2 separate regions of the Capra hircus genome follow, and region 1 is linked to region 2. A link is a contact called in public Hi-C data. All regions are on one chromosome and are shown on one strand. The core of a region is the stretch at or near the end of the contact, and the rest is flanking DNA. Distances in the headings are between cores, read along the strand shown.

Region 1 (6,959 bases), core at 4,447-6,946, 88 kb after region 2:
AGGATGGCAAGAAGTTGGAGACCCACCCACTGTACCTCAGAAGGCTCTGTGAGGTCCTGTGATATATGTTTGAACAATGCAGATGGGGAAACTGTGGCCCACCCAGGCATAAGGTGAGTGTGGTGATCTGCCAGAAGGTGGCCTCCTGCTTAGCCACAGGCCTCCTCTTCCTGCTCTCCCTGCCCCACCTCTACCTGTGGGAAAGTCAAGGTGCAAAGTTGGCATGGCAGGGTGTCAGTGAGGCTGCTGGAAGGTCCACCGGGGGGTTGCAGCCAAATGAGTGATCCCGTAGCTTGGGGATGCTGTGCCAGGTCCAGGATTTCCTGGTTCCAACCAGGCTCTGCCTAGGCTCCTCCTGCCCCAGATTCTACAGGGGATCTGGGGAATGGGAGCTTGGGCATAGACAGAGTCTGGGTGAGGCAGAAGCTGGACCTGGTGGGGAGGGTCTCCATCAACAGCCATCAACTTCTGCATCAGTTGGTATCCAGTTCTGTCCTCTGTCTCAAAGTCCTTTTGTAGCCACAGTCTCCTTTATCCTCACAAAAGCCCAAGAGGAAAGATGGGCGGGAGAACTTGCCATCAGCCTGTCAACTCCCAGCACAAAGGCCATGCAGATGGCCCGGTGCTGTAGCTTTGTTACTGTTCCACTTTTCACAGGTGGGGAAACTGAGGCCCAGAGAGGGGCTGTGACCTATCTCAGGCTACAGAGCCAGAGGGGAATCACTGGCTCAGCACCCATTCAGGGAGTACCCCTCCCTCCCACCGCGACCCCACTCCTGGTCCTGCTCCACTCCCGGGCACTCAGATGCTCTGCAACTAAGGAGATCAGGAGTTACCCACAGCCACATTTTCCAGGCTGGGCTGCTTCCAGGCTGGGTTTCCCCTCTGGGGAAAGCCCCAAGGTTGTTCTGCATGGTCAGGAGAACCAGGGAGGAAATGACAAAAATCCTGCTGGAGAGGGCTGCAGAAAACAGCCCAACCTTTGGCCTCCAGGGAGTCGGGGTCGCCTCTGGCTTTGCCAAAGTGGGGGTGCAGATGCGGCGGTCAAAGGGTGCCGCAGGGAGGCAGCCCTGGAACCTTGATTTGGAAAGGCATTGGCTTTGGACTGATGTGGGCCAGGGTTCGGTTCCATTACTGCTAGTCAGTAGCTGTGTGATCATGTGTCCGTGACTTCCCCTGGGCTCCCTGCTCTGTGAACTGGCTGACACACAGCTCCAGGGCAGTGGGTATCTGAGTATACAGAAACAAAGCCCACAGTTCGTTCTAGCCCAAATGCCCCGTCCAAGAACCGATCCATTTTGGGATCCCCCACCACTTTGCTGCCACAAAAATGCTCCATAAATACTTCTTGAATAAACGAATGAATGACTGTTGCCAGCCAAGCATAGAGCAAAATATGGAGGAAGGCTGGACTTCCTGCTTGGTTCAGTGGTTAAGAATCCACCTGCCAATGCAGGGGACATGGGTTTGATCCCTGGTCGGGGGAGATTCCACATGCCTCGAGGAAACTAAGTCCACGCGCCACAACTCTAGCGGCCGTGAAGACCATGCGCTCTGGAGTCTGGGCACCCACAGCCTGTGCTCCAAGAGAAGCCACTGCGACAAGGAGCCCGCCCACCTACAGAACAAAGAGTAGCCCCACTCACAGCTAGAGAACTAGAGAAAGCCGTGCACAACAAGGAAGACCTCGCACATCCAAAAAATAAACATCAAAACGGGGAGGGCGCCAAACTCGTCCATCCAGAGATCTGACAGACTCTGCTGTGGCTCACGGCATGGCCTCATTTTTTTAAAGCCCATAATAATAACTAGCCTCTCCAAAGCACTCACTATGTGTCAGGCTTTGTTAAGAATCTTAGGGCACTTAGTTCTCCCAGTAACACTCTGAGAAGGCGTGACTATTACCCCCTCGTTCCCAACGAGGGGCCTGAGGCACAGAGAGGCTCAGTGACCGGTGGTCACACTGCTGGCTCACCGCAGCCTCTGGACACAGACCCAGCCTCCCCGCCCACCGGGTCTCCACTCGCGGGTGGCCGAGGACCCTGTAGCTCTCCCTTCCTGTCTCCTCTGGCCAGGGCACCTATCAGGAGGGGCTCCCCTTCCCAGGCTGGTGTTGGGTGCTGCTCAGGGCTTCCCATGGGTTCTGGAGGCTCCCAAAATCAGCTTTTGGTGGTGAACGTGGGAGATGAAGTCGGGGCTCTACCCACTCCAAGACTGTCGCCTGGGCCCTTAGTCAGAGACTGATTCTCACAGCTTTCTGGCTGCTTCCTGCCCAGAGGGAGGCAGGAAGCCAGACCGCCGGGACTGGGGCTCCAGCTCCTTTGTTTGCCTTTAGTTCACCCCCCGCCCCCCTCCCCCGCGCCAACGCTGCCCCAGCTGTGGACCTTCCTCTTCCTTGCCCAACTTCAGACCCTGACCTTAAGGGTCACTCCCGGGCAGACTTTCTAGCTTGAGGACAACCACCCTCGGGGCTGGGAATCCAGGGACTGGGTTCCATGCACTGCCAAGAACTGGGTGAGGTGTGGGGAGGCGGGGGGACACTTTTCTCTCCGAGGAACGGGCATATTTGGAGAAAATCTGCCCCGAGATGGGGGAGGTGGGGGTCAGGAACATGCCAACAAGTCATATGGGCACATCAGTTCTCAAACAAGCTCCACAGTGAATGTGTGGGATTGTCCTGATCACCCTGCTTAGAGACGAGTTAGCTTGTTATCACCCCAATTTTAACACAAGAGGAAGCTGAGGACCAGGAGGATTCAGAGACTTGTTCATGATTATGAGACATTTGGGGGCAGAAGCAAATCTTTACCCAAGTCTCCAGAGACTGTATGGGTATAAAAACTATTATTATTATTATTACAAATATTTACCAAGCTCTGACTCTGCCAAAATCTTCCCTTTCATTCCCACATTGAATCATCTCAGAAATTCTAAGTAGTGATCCCCATTTTACAGATGAGGAAACTGAGGACTGAAGAAGCAAATCACCTGCCCGAAGTCCAGTTATCTGCATCCACATATCCACTTGTGAGGATGTGAAGGTAGTTTGAGCTCAAATATTTCTGGCTCCAAAGTCTCGGGTCTCACAGGGAAGACAGGGCTGCCTCCAGCTGGGGTAGAGGAGTCACCTTATTTCCCCAAACGGGGCCTGAAAGAAGCCTGGCCACACCACCCCTGTTTACGGTGCTGCTTTGGGCTTGGCGCACATATCCCCTGGAGCCTCTCTGGCGACGGCCCTGAGAAATGTAGCAGGCGCTGCAGGACTCAGGAGCACATCAGGGCCACGTCTGTGTGTGAGTAGCATTCCTGGCCAGGCCTACGTGGCCCAGTGACAGCCTCATAGGTGAGCTCACACATGTGTGCACCCAAATTCCTCCATTCCTTCCTTCATTCACCAAACACCAACCCACCAGCCTTCATATTTCTATATATATTTACTTTCTTTTTTAAGTCACTTCTTTTGCTGACCTCCCCAAGCAGCTGCTGCTGCTGCTGCTAAGTCACTTCAGTCATGTCTGACTCTGTGCAACCCCATGGACGGCAGCCCACCAGGCTCCCCCGTCCCTGGGATTCTCCAGGCAAGAACACTGGAGTGGGTTGCCATTTCCTTCTCCAATGCATGAAAGTGAAAAGTGAAAGTGAAGTTGTTCAGTCATGTCCAACTCTTCGCGACCCCATGGACTGCAGCCTACCAGGCTCCTCCATCCATGGGATTTTCCCAGCAAGAGTACTGGAGTGGGGTGCCATCTCCTTCTCCATCCCCAAGCAGGGAACAGCTACATAACTGATGAGACCCAGTACAAAATGCAAACGCAGAAGAACCCCTTGCTTAAAAATGAAGAACTCCAATGGGACTTCCCTGGTGGTCCAGTGGTTAAGAATCTGTCTTCCAATGCAAGGGACACAGGTTCGATCCCTTGTCGGGGGCCTAAGGTCCCACACGCTGCAGGGCAACTAGGTCCCTGTGCCACAACTGCTGAGCCTCTGAGCACTCCGGAGCTCATGAGCCAGCATGAAAGATTCCACATGCTACAGTTAAGACCTGATGAAGCCAAATAAATAAATAAGAATTCCAACACAGGGGCAGCAGGACATTCAGTGAGGTACAGGGCCCCGGTGAGTGCACCGGGGCCCGGCTGCTGGCCCACCGGCCCCAGCGCACCTTGGCCTCGCTCTCTGGACCCCACCTCTTGCCACCTCATCCTCCTCTCACATTCTCACAAGGTCCACAGTCCTGACCTCAGGCTTTTGCAAAGGCTGTTCTCCCTGCCCTGAACACTTCTCAACAATTCTCTCCTGAGGTCCTTCTCATTGTTCAGCTCTCAGCTGGAACGTCACCTCCTCGGGGGGATGCCTCCCTCATCCCCAAGCCTCACGGGGGCCCCACCCTTAGCTCTGCATCACAGCTGCTGTTTACTCCTTGGGAGAAAAGTTATGATCAACCTAGATAGTATATTCAAAAGCAGAGATATTACTTTGCCAACAAAGGTCCGTCTAGTCAAGGCTATGGTTTTTCCAGTAGTCAAGTATGGATGTGAGAGTTGGACTGTGAAGAAGGCTGAGCGCCGAAGAATTGATGCTTTTGAATTGTGGTGTTGCAGAAGACTCTTGAGAGTCCCTTGGACTGCAAGGAGATCCAACCAGTCCATTCTGAAGGAGATCAGCCCTGAGATTTCTTTGGAAGGAATGATGCTAAAGCTGAAACTCCAGTATTTTGGCCACCTCATGTGAAGAATTGACTCATTGGAAAAGACTCTGATGCTGGGAGGGATTGGGGGCAGGAGGAGAAGGGGACGACTGAGGATGAGATGGCTGGATGGCATCACTGACTCGATGGACGTGAATCTGAGTGAACTCCGGGAGTTGGTGATGGACAGGGAGGCCTGGCGTGCTGTGATTCATGGGGTCGCAAAGAGTTGGACACAACTGAGCGACTGAACTGAACTGAACTGAACTGAGCAGACATCTATTTGTGCCCTCAAGTGTAACCTGTCAGCTTACTGTTTACTACCTAGCCTCCCCGGGAGATCCCCAGGGCAGGGCTGTGTCTGTCCTGTCCAACACTGAGTCCTAAGGGCCCAGTCCAGTGCTTGGGCCATGGCAGATGTTCAATAGCTGTTTGGAAAACAGTGAGTGAATAAATGAATGGACACAGACACCCTTCCACCCCCTCTGCCTGCTCACTCTGCCTCTGCGCCCCAGAGAAGCACAGGGGTGCTCCCTCAATGTCCTGGTGCTCCGGATATCCCAACACAGAGAGCTGAGAGACCGAGGGGTGGCAGGCGGATCCTGAGGCCTTGAGATGGGGATAGACAGAAGAGGCAAGCCCCGGAGGCAGGGAGGAGAGGGGAAGAGGAGGAAAAGTGGAAAGAGAAAGGAAATGGAGCCAGAGGAAGGAGAAAGGAGGCACACAAAGAGGGGCGAACGAGTTGGTTGGGCTTGGGGATAATCCTGTTTCTCCTCTTTATTTGTGAAACTAATAATTACTATTAATACCTGGCCCCTCCCTGGCCTTTTCATCCAGGCTGGTGGGGAATTTTCAAAGATGAAAGTCCGGGGAGAGGGGGGTGGTGCTCTCAGAGGCAGGTCCCAGGGCTTCACAAGCACTAATTAAACTTGGCAGCCCCTTCCAGGTGGGAGCACTCCCTGGGCCTGGCCCGCCTCCCCTCCTTTGCGGGAGGCTCACTAACTGCAGCAGGGGGGTGGGGCGGTCAGCAGAGACAGCCGTGGGGGAGGTGCCAGAAAGAGGAACCTCACACCAGGTGGCACCGAAACCCAGGAGCCCAGCCCCCAACTGAAATTACAGCCCCATGCCAGAGGCCGCCCTCCCCCCTAGCTCCGGACCAGGGTCTGTGTCCCTGGGGCCATCTGCCAGATGGTGGTGGGGGAAGCACTCCTGCGAAGGAAGGTCTCAGCAGACAAAGAGGCAGAGTCAGCAAGTCCGGCTCCTCCACGCGACCCCAGGGCCACCTGAGTCCTGGTCTTTCACATCCTCAGGGGCTGTTTCCTTGCACCGCCCTCACAGAGGCCGCCCCTCTCCACCAGTCATCGACACCTCCAGCAGGCTCCCCGTCACACCTGCAGCCATGGGGCCCTCCTCACAGTCTCCCATTATTGAGCTGCCTGGCCTTTGGGCTGAGTGAGCGCATCCAGGCCCTTGACATTAAGTTCAACCTAGGGACTTCCCTGGTGCCCCAGTGTGTAAGACTCCATGCTCCCAAAGCAGGGGATCCAGGGTCAGCTCCTGGTCAGGGAGCTAGATCCCACATGCTGCAACTAAGAGTGTGCGTGCTACAACAAAGAGAGAAGGTCCCAAGCGCTGCAACTAAGTCTTGGTGCAGCTAAATAAATACTAAATATTTAAAGACTAATAAGTACAATCTACAGACTCCTGACTGATTCACTGGAAAAGACCCTGATGCCGGGAAAGATTGAAGGCAGGAGGAGGAGAAGGGGGTGACAGGATGAGATGGTTGAATGGCATCACTAATCCAAGGAACATGGCTTTGAGCAAACTCCTGGAGATACTGAAGGATGGGGAAGCCTGGTGTGCTGCAGTCCATGCGATCACAAAGAGCTGGACGCTGTTTAGCGACTGAACAATGAACAACAGAGGCTCTGGAGATTATTTCAGCGGTCTCTACCTTTCCAAGGAGCCCCAACTCCTGCCCCATCTTTCTACTAGGATTTCACAGGGGTGGCTTCAAAATAACAGAGCCTGACCTTGTTTCCCATCTTCCACCCAGCTCACACCCTCCCCAGGCTCTCCCACCTTGGGAAATGGCCCCACTGTCCACCGTTGCTCATGCTTGGAACCTGGAATCATCCTCACCCCTATATGCAATCCATCTGAAAATCCTGCTGATTCTACTTCCAAAGTACCTCTCAAACCTAGACACTGTCCTCCACCTTCGCAGCTGCCAGCATGCTGTGAGCCACCATCGTCTCTCACCTGTGTG
Region 2 (6,827 bases), core at 1,236-3,735:
GAACCAGCTGTCGTATATAAAGATAATAAAGGTAATCATTCATAAATACAATAAAAATAAAGCTATGTGCTCACACACCAGGCAGATACAAATGTCTGCTCCAAGCCTTGATGCAGTCAGGCAGGCGGAGCCCGTGATAGGATTGGTGCCCTGGTACAAAGAGACACTACAGAGGTGGTTTGCCATGACACAGTGACATGGTGGCTGTCTAAAAGCCAGGAAGGGAGCTCTCACCAGGAGCCAGACCGACTGGTACCTCAGTCTTGGACTTGAGATTTCTAGGCTCCAGGACTGCGAGAAAAAAATGCTGCTGTTTAAGCCACCCAATCTATAATATTTGCTGTGGCAGCCCAAGCAGACTAAAACAGAAGGACTGGGGAAGAACTGGAAAGGGGAAAACACCAGGTTTGAAGCACCTGAAATAATGCCCCAGGCAGTCAGCATCTGCAGAGTGCCAAAGTCCAGAGATCACGAGCCTGTTCACCAGGGGTGACCCTCAGGAGCCCCCACACCCTCACTGAGCATCACACACAGCCTGGGCCAGGGACTGGGGGACAGCCCCCTTCCTCCTGATCTCCCCTCTGAAGCAGGCCATCATCCTTCCCTTCCCTTCCTTGGACCTCCCTGGACCGTCCTGGGAGGAATCAGCCCCCCTTCTCCTTATCCCGCCTCAGCCACAGACAGAAGAAAGAACAGGGGCTTAGACCTGGAGGAGCTGGGTTCAAAACGCCAGCACATGAACTTGAGCTAGTCACCGGCTTGATGAACCTGTCTGTGAGAGGAGACACAAAGCTCTCCGCCCTCTAGAGGAGGAGGTGCATTAGGACAGAACCCGGATGCCTCCACCCAGGGCTGCTTTCCCTCAGCCTCCCTCTCCTTCCTCTTTCCTCCCCTCATAAATACAGATGGTCAGTCTCTGCTCACTGCCGGGGCACAGGGTAGGGGGCAGCAGGGCACGCAAGAGAAATGGCTTCTGTTCCCCCGGGATCAAAGCCCAGAGGAAAGAATACTGGGGTATAGACAGAAAGTCCTAGATAAGTGAGAGGAAGAGTGGGGTTGTACACCAGAAAAGGAGGGTAACCAGGCTTGGGAGGGAGAGGAGGGGAGAGGTCTGTTGGGGGATCTGCACCCAGACTCCTACCAGCCTGTGGTCACAATGAAGCCCCAGAGAGGAAGCTCAGAGAGTAGCCAGGCCTACAGTAGGACCAGCTCTAGAGCAGGAAGCCCCCCACTCTGGCATAAGCATAATTCCAGCAAGACTGGCAGGTAGGGGAGGAAACCCCCCAAAAGACCCGAGGTTAAGCTTTCCTATAAGCCTAGTGGAAAGGTGCTCAGAAAAAATTCAGTCAGGTCATTGATATTACAGGAAATTCTAGTTCTTACACAATCAAGTAGAAACTAGAAGCTGTGTTCCCTCACACAAACCACAGTCCAGGTAACTTCCTTCCCTGATCAGGCATTTGCATCCTCCACTAGGAATGGCAGGTCCTGTGTTCTGTCCCTCTCTGAATTCCCAGCCCCACCCAGAGCCCAGTGAGGCGGCCACAGATAGCATGAAGCCTGGATCACTATTCGCCAAATCCTGGCTTCAGCAAGACAAAACCAGCCTCCACCTCTACTTGGAGAATCAGAGTCAGAGCAGGTCCCCAGATGAAGCTGGGAGGGGGAGCAGGTAACCTGGCTGGGACTCAGCATGGATTTCTGCCCGGCTGCTCCTCTGGGCTGGGAGCACAGTGGAGGGGACCCTGTTCTTACCCACCAGTGCACTGCAGGAGCCAGCTGAGGGTGAGCACAAAGACGACGCAGGAAAAGTGTTCGCTGATATTTATTAGTGGCTGAGTGGAGGACACAGCCCGTGCCACTGCCCAGGGCCCCTCCCCAGCTCACCTGGTACCAGGAGTAGGCTCGGTCCGCTGGGTTGATGAGGATGGTCAGGACCTTGGCCTTGGGTAACAGGGCAGCTGCCCGCCGGGGAGCCACTTCCGAATCAAAGTAGTTGGCGCTTTTCTCAAAGTAGAAGTCGGAGGTGGTGTTGGAGGGGATAGGGAAGAATTCCATGTACCTGCAGGAAGCCCACAGAAGAGGGCTCACAGGCAAGATTCAGGAGGAGGGGCCTGGGGAATGCAGCCGGGAAGGCCAGGCTCACTGAGGGGTGGAACGTGAGAACGCAAGCAGGCACGCTGCTCTGGGTCTAACGAGGACTTACTTGCCAGGATCCCTTACTTGCCAGGATCCAAGGCAGAGTGGCCACTGGCAGACTCCTTATGAATCAGCTGCTTTTTCGGGGAGACCTCAGGATCAAGAGGATCTGAAGACTTGTGGGTGTGATGTGTGTGGCGGGGCTGGGGGCAGGGGGAGGTGTGTACGCATGGGAAGGGGGTGTGTCTTTTCTTGTTAAACGGGATGCTCCCAGGGCGAACCTGACAGAGCCCTAACCCTTACTGCCACTAGGGGGCGAGCGGGGACGCTTCTGACCCGGGAACCCCAGCACTGAGGGGAAGGACGCCCTCTGCTGCCTCCAGGCTGCAGGGTTTCCTTCCTGACCTGATGGTACTTTCTAAGCTGTTACTGTAGACCAGCAGACAAGGAGGGGAGGTGACTGACTGCCTACCATCTGTCCCCCCACACTCCGCCTGCCTCATATGGGTGAACCTCACAGCTTCCCAGATGAACCTCCCACATCCCGCCCAGAGTGACTGTCCACACCAGTCCTCTGAGATCACCTCTAGGTTGAGGGCCCCTCAGAAAAGAAAATAAACACTCCAGACCCTCCCAGGGGCACCTACTCACGCAAGACGGAGCTACAGCTTCGGAAGTTTCTGGGAACCAAAGCCCACAGAGCCCGTCTTAGTTGAGGGCATAGGATCCCTACTCTATCCTGTGAGGCGAGGTTTCTCCTGGGTGGTCCCAGAGACCCATTTATCAGATTTCAGAGTTACCCGGGGGCCTGGGGGATTTCTGTACCCCTACAAACAAAATATTTGGAGTGGAGCTGAGAAATTGCTAGTTCTCTCACATTTCCAAAATTTCTTTACAAAATAGCACCTTTACGTTCACAGTTCATTGTTGGTTATACCTAAAGGGAGAAAGCTCTGAGAAAGAAGCTTTTTTGCTAAGTCTGTAGCAAAGCCATCCAGCAGCAAACCCTGACTTCAGAATCTTACCTGGCATAAATGTTCACATACTTTGCTACAGATATATTAATAAACTTGCTAATGGGTGCTGCCCCAGACCTTGGTGAAGGTGCTGTTAAATATGCTATGTCCCTCTAAATCCAGAAAGAGGTGACTTCCAATCATGCATCTGGTTACAACGGATTTTAGATAAGAGATTGTGGCAGTATCAGAGAGAGAAAAAGACAGCTAGATTGCCTGACAGATGATTGGAAGGAAGAAACAGAAAGTGGCTGCTGGTAATACACAAAGAAATACCAGAAAACAGAATAATGCCCATGAGGCCTCTACTCAGGTAAACCACAGACATAAAAATAATGATAAACAATACACGTATAAGGTTAGAAAAGACAAATAAGGGAGAGGCAAACAAGAAACACGGTGTGGAAGCATCCCCCCCAGCACCCACACCCTGGGGTAGCCTCTTGGTGACAGCTTCTGGTAGGAATCTACAACTCCAGCCACGCTCCCAGGAGACTCCCTGAAGACCTAACAAGCCACCTCTGAAGGGCTCACAAGAACGCCTCCTGCTACACGGTCAGTCACACGCAGTGGAAAGGGCCAGCTTTCCGGTCAGAACACCTGGATTTTTAACCCCTGCTCTGTCCTCAGCTCTCAGGGCCTCAGGCGTGTCCCTCTTCTCTTCTTGGACTCGTGAAGGCAAGGAAGGGGAGGGACTCTAACGTCTAGTATTCCGAGTCCAGGCAATAATACAAAGGGGCAAAGGGCTTCCTCATCAAGTGTCCCATCTGTGTACAGGCTCCAACATCATGACTCAAGGGTCACCGCACTCTGTCCCTGTTTACAGGAACTAGCTGCGTGTGAGCAAGCACCAGCTGCTTCCTGCTGTGGCCTCAGCAGACCTCCTCCTTGGCAGCCTCCATGGCGGCCGTCCTGTCCCACTGCTGACAGAAAGACCCACTCACCAGTCGATGCCTTTGTGATAGTTGTGGCCGTTAAAAAACTGGATCTCCTCAAAGGTCTCGGAGCTGGGGTAGTTGCTGCTGAGGTCAGGGTGCATGCCCAGGAACAGATAGAGGGCCGTGGTGCCTGCAGGGAAGGAAGGCAGGTGAGACCTGGGCCCAGGCCCCCAGTGAAAAGACAGTCTGAAATCCTGAGTTCTGGTCCTGGCTCTCTGTTACTCGCTGGGAGACACTGGAAAAGTCCCTTCTCTTCTCTGGGTTTAGTTTCTTCGTCTCTACCATGAGGGAAACACACTAAACTCAGGACAGGCAAATACAGAGCTTATAGGTGGGTGCCCCAACTCTTGAATCCACTGCAGACATCACTAGCCCATCACAGCACTCTTCATCACAAAGACTTGGCCTCAGAATCCTTCTCAGCACTGTACTCCAGCATTCACATCCACTTGATTACTGTCCCCTCAAAACCCCAGAAGAAGATGGTTTCTGCTGGCCCCTTCAAGCCCTGGGCTTCGGTCCTCTCTGGCATTTGGGAGGAACTCAAGGACAAGGGAGTTCCAGACTCACCAGCCTGCTGGGAAATTCCTGAAGGGCTAAGAAATCTGGCCCAGATGCCTCCTCTTTGAGTGCCCTTCCTTCACTCACACTCCCTCCCCATTCAACAGTACAGGGCTGACCCTCTCCCTTTAGAGGGTCCATTCCTTTCCTACACGGATCTACAGTTAACATGCTTTAATGAGAGGTTTCAGAAGAGAAGAGACCTCAGAGTTCGGTGGTTCAGAGTATATATTTTGGGGGCACAGAGACCAGAGTTCCAGACCTGGATATGCCATCTTCTAACTAAATGTGTTAGAGAAAGTGACAAGTTCTGAGAGCCAGGAGTGTTTGTCTGTAACATGGGAACAGCCATCCATACCCTGCAGTGTGCATGTCACCACTGCACACAGTCCTAACTTGTCACGGTCTCTTTGCCCTGACCCAGTTTTGCCAAGCACTGCTCAGTCTTGCAAAGCATCTGATCTGGGCTTCTCTGCTTGGACCCAAACTCCCAAGAGGACACCAAGAGAGCTCCCTGAGGCTGTGGTTCACAACAGGAGAATTCAATGCCCAACCTCTACCCTTCCCACCTCCACACTGATGGGCAACTCATGGTCACCCCAGCTTCGGTCCCACTTCCTGGGAAAGAGCGTGTAGATTACTGGAGAGTGGGACCAGGGCACGACGGTCTCCAGAATTGTGTGGCTGGGACAGCAGGGGAAGCTGTCAAGACAGTAAGGGAAGCTGGTCAAGAGTGGAGAGACCTGCCTGTTTTCTGGGGGCCAATGATGAGGAGCTTTGGGAAGCGGTCACACGTCTTCTCCTTGGACCAGATGTCCTTATGGCGCTTGTCTTCGCAGGGATCCTGAAATGACAGTGGAAGAGATGTCAGGGCGGGGCGGGAGAATGGACTCCGTGAGTGGATTCCAGACTCCCACTGCACACGGACGTGTGGCTCTTACAGCCCTGAGTGACAAGTGTAACTACACGTGTCCTTGTCACACCCCACCTCAGGACACTGAGCTACTGGTAGGCAGCAATGATTTCTGGTCAGTCTCCCACTCCCAGACAAAGCCTTAGAAAATGCTCACCCCAGCACTTGGCGCATAACAGGAGCTCACAGGCTCCCACTGTTGAATTTAAAAGGTCAGCAAGAGGTCAGAAAACTTTATGAAGTATAGTAAATCTTTTGAAATGTTTATTAAATATTTTAGGCTTGGGTACTATCCGGTCTCTGCTATTGGAGCTTGAAAGTAGTCACAGACAGTATGTACAAGAATGAGCATGGCCATGTTCCAATAAACTTTATTTACAAAAATAGACCACAGGGCAGGCCATACTGACTTAAAAGCTAGGTTGTGGACACCTGGTCTGAACTGTGAGACCATCAATTCAAGCTTCTGCTCCTAGTTTTTGACAGTCCCCACTGGGGCAGACAGCCAAAGTGGAAATGATGCTCAGCTGCAGAAGTGTCTGGTGGTAAAATTAAAGTCTGATGCAGTAAAGAACAATATTGCACAGGAACCTGGAACATTAGGTCCATGAATCAAGGTAAACTGCACATGGTCAAGCAGGAGATGGCAAGAGTTCATGCAAAGATGGGTGAATTTAATTCAGATGACTATTGTACCTACTACTGTGGGCAAGAATCCCTTAGAAGAAATGAAGTAGCCCTCATAGTCAAAGAAGGAGTCTAAAATGCAGTACTTAGGTGCAGTCTCAAAAACAACAGAAAGGTCTCGGTTCATTTCCAAGGCAAACCGCTCAGTATCACAGTAATCCAAGCCTAAGCCCCAACCACTAATGTTGAAGAAGATGAACTTGAATAGTTCCATGAAGACCTACAAGATCTTATAGAACTAACACCAAAAAAAGATGTCCTTTTCATCACTGGGAAGTGTAATGCAAAAGTAGGAAGTCAAGAGACACCTTAAGTAACAGGCAAGTTTAGCTTTGGAGTACAAAATGAAGCAGGGCAAAGGCTAACAGAGTTTTGCCAAGACAACACACTGGTCATAGCCAACAACCTCTGCCAACGACACAAGAGACAACTCTACACATGGACATCACCAGAAAGTCAATATCAAAATCAGATTGATTATATTCTTTGCAGCCAAAGATGGAGACGCTCTATACAGGCAGCAAAAACAAGACCAGGAGCTGACTGTGGCTCAGATCATGAACTCCTTATTGA

What was found. A called contact is a pair of places that touch in the nucleus more often than the background predicts.
Region 1: a contact with region 2 is called in a Hi-C map of blood, with 10 times the contacts expected there. The contact joins two enhancer-like sites. A contact is called at or near these places in 2 of 5 Hi-C or Micro-C datasets (blood and liver).

The regions. Positions count from the first base shown.
Region 1 is chr7:48,624,330-48,631,288 of ARS1.2, forward strand. The region is part of intron 2 of LOC108636348 (a long non-coding RNA gene); the gene reads right to left. Among named protein-coding and RNA genes, the nearest start is that of NDST1, 16 kb to the left of the region's middle. Within about 2 kb of position 5,697, at least 1 of the 5 cell types and tissues checked has an H3K27ac peak or open chromatin away from gene starts, as enhancers often do.
Region 2 is chr7:48,539,891-48,546,717 of ARS1.2, forward strand. It overlaps NDST1 (bifunctional heparan sulfate N-deacetylase/N-sulfotransferase 1), which reads right to left. Exons shown (of 16, transcript XM_018050151.1): 10 at 5,402-5,498; 11 at 4,100-4,223; 12 at 1,888-2,062. Among named protein-coding and RNA genes, the nearest start is that of NDST1, 68 kb to the right of the region's middle. Within about 2 kb of position 2,486, at least 3 of the 5 cell types and tissues checked have an H3K27ac peak or open chromatin away from gene starts, as enhancers often do.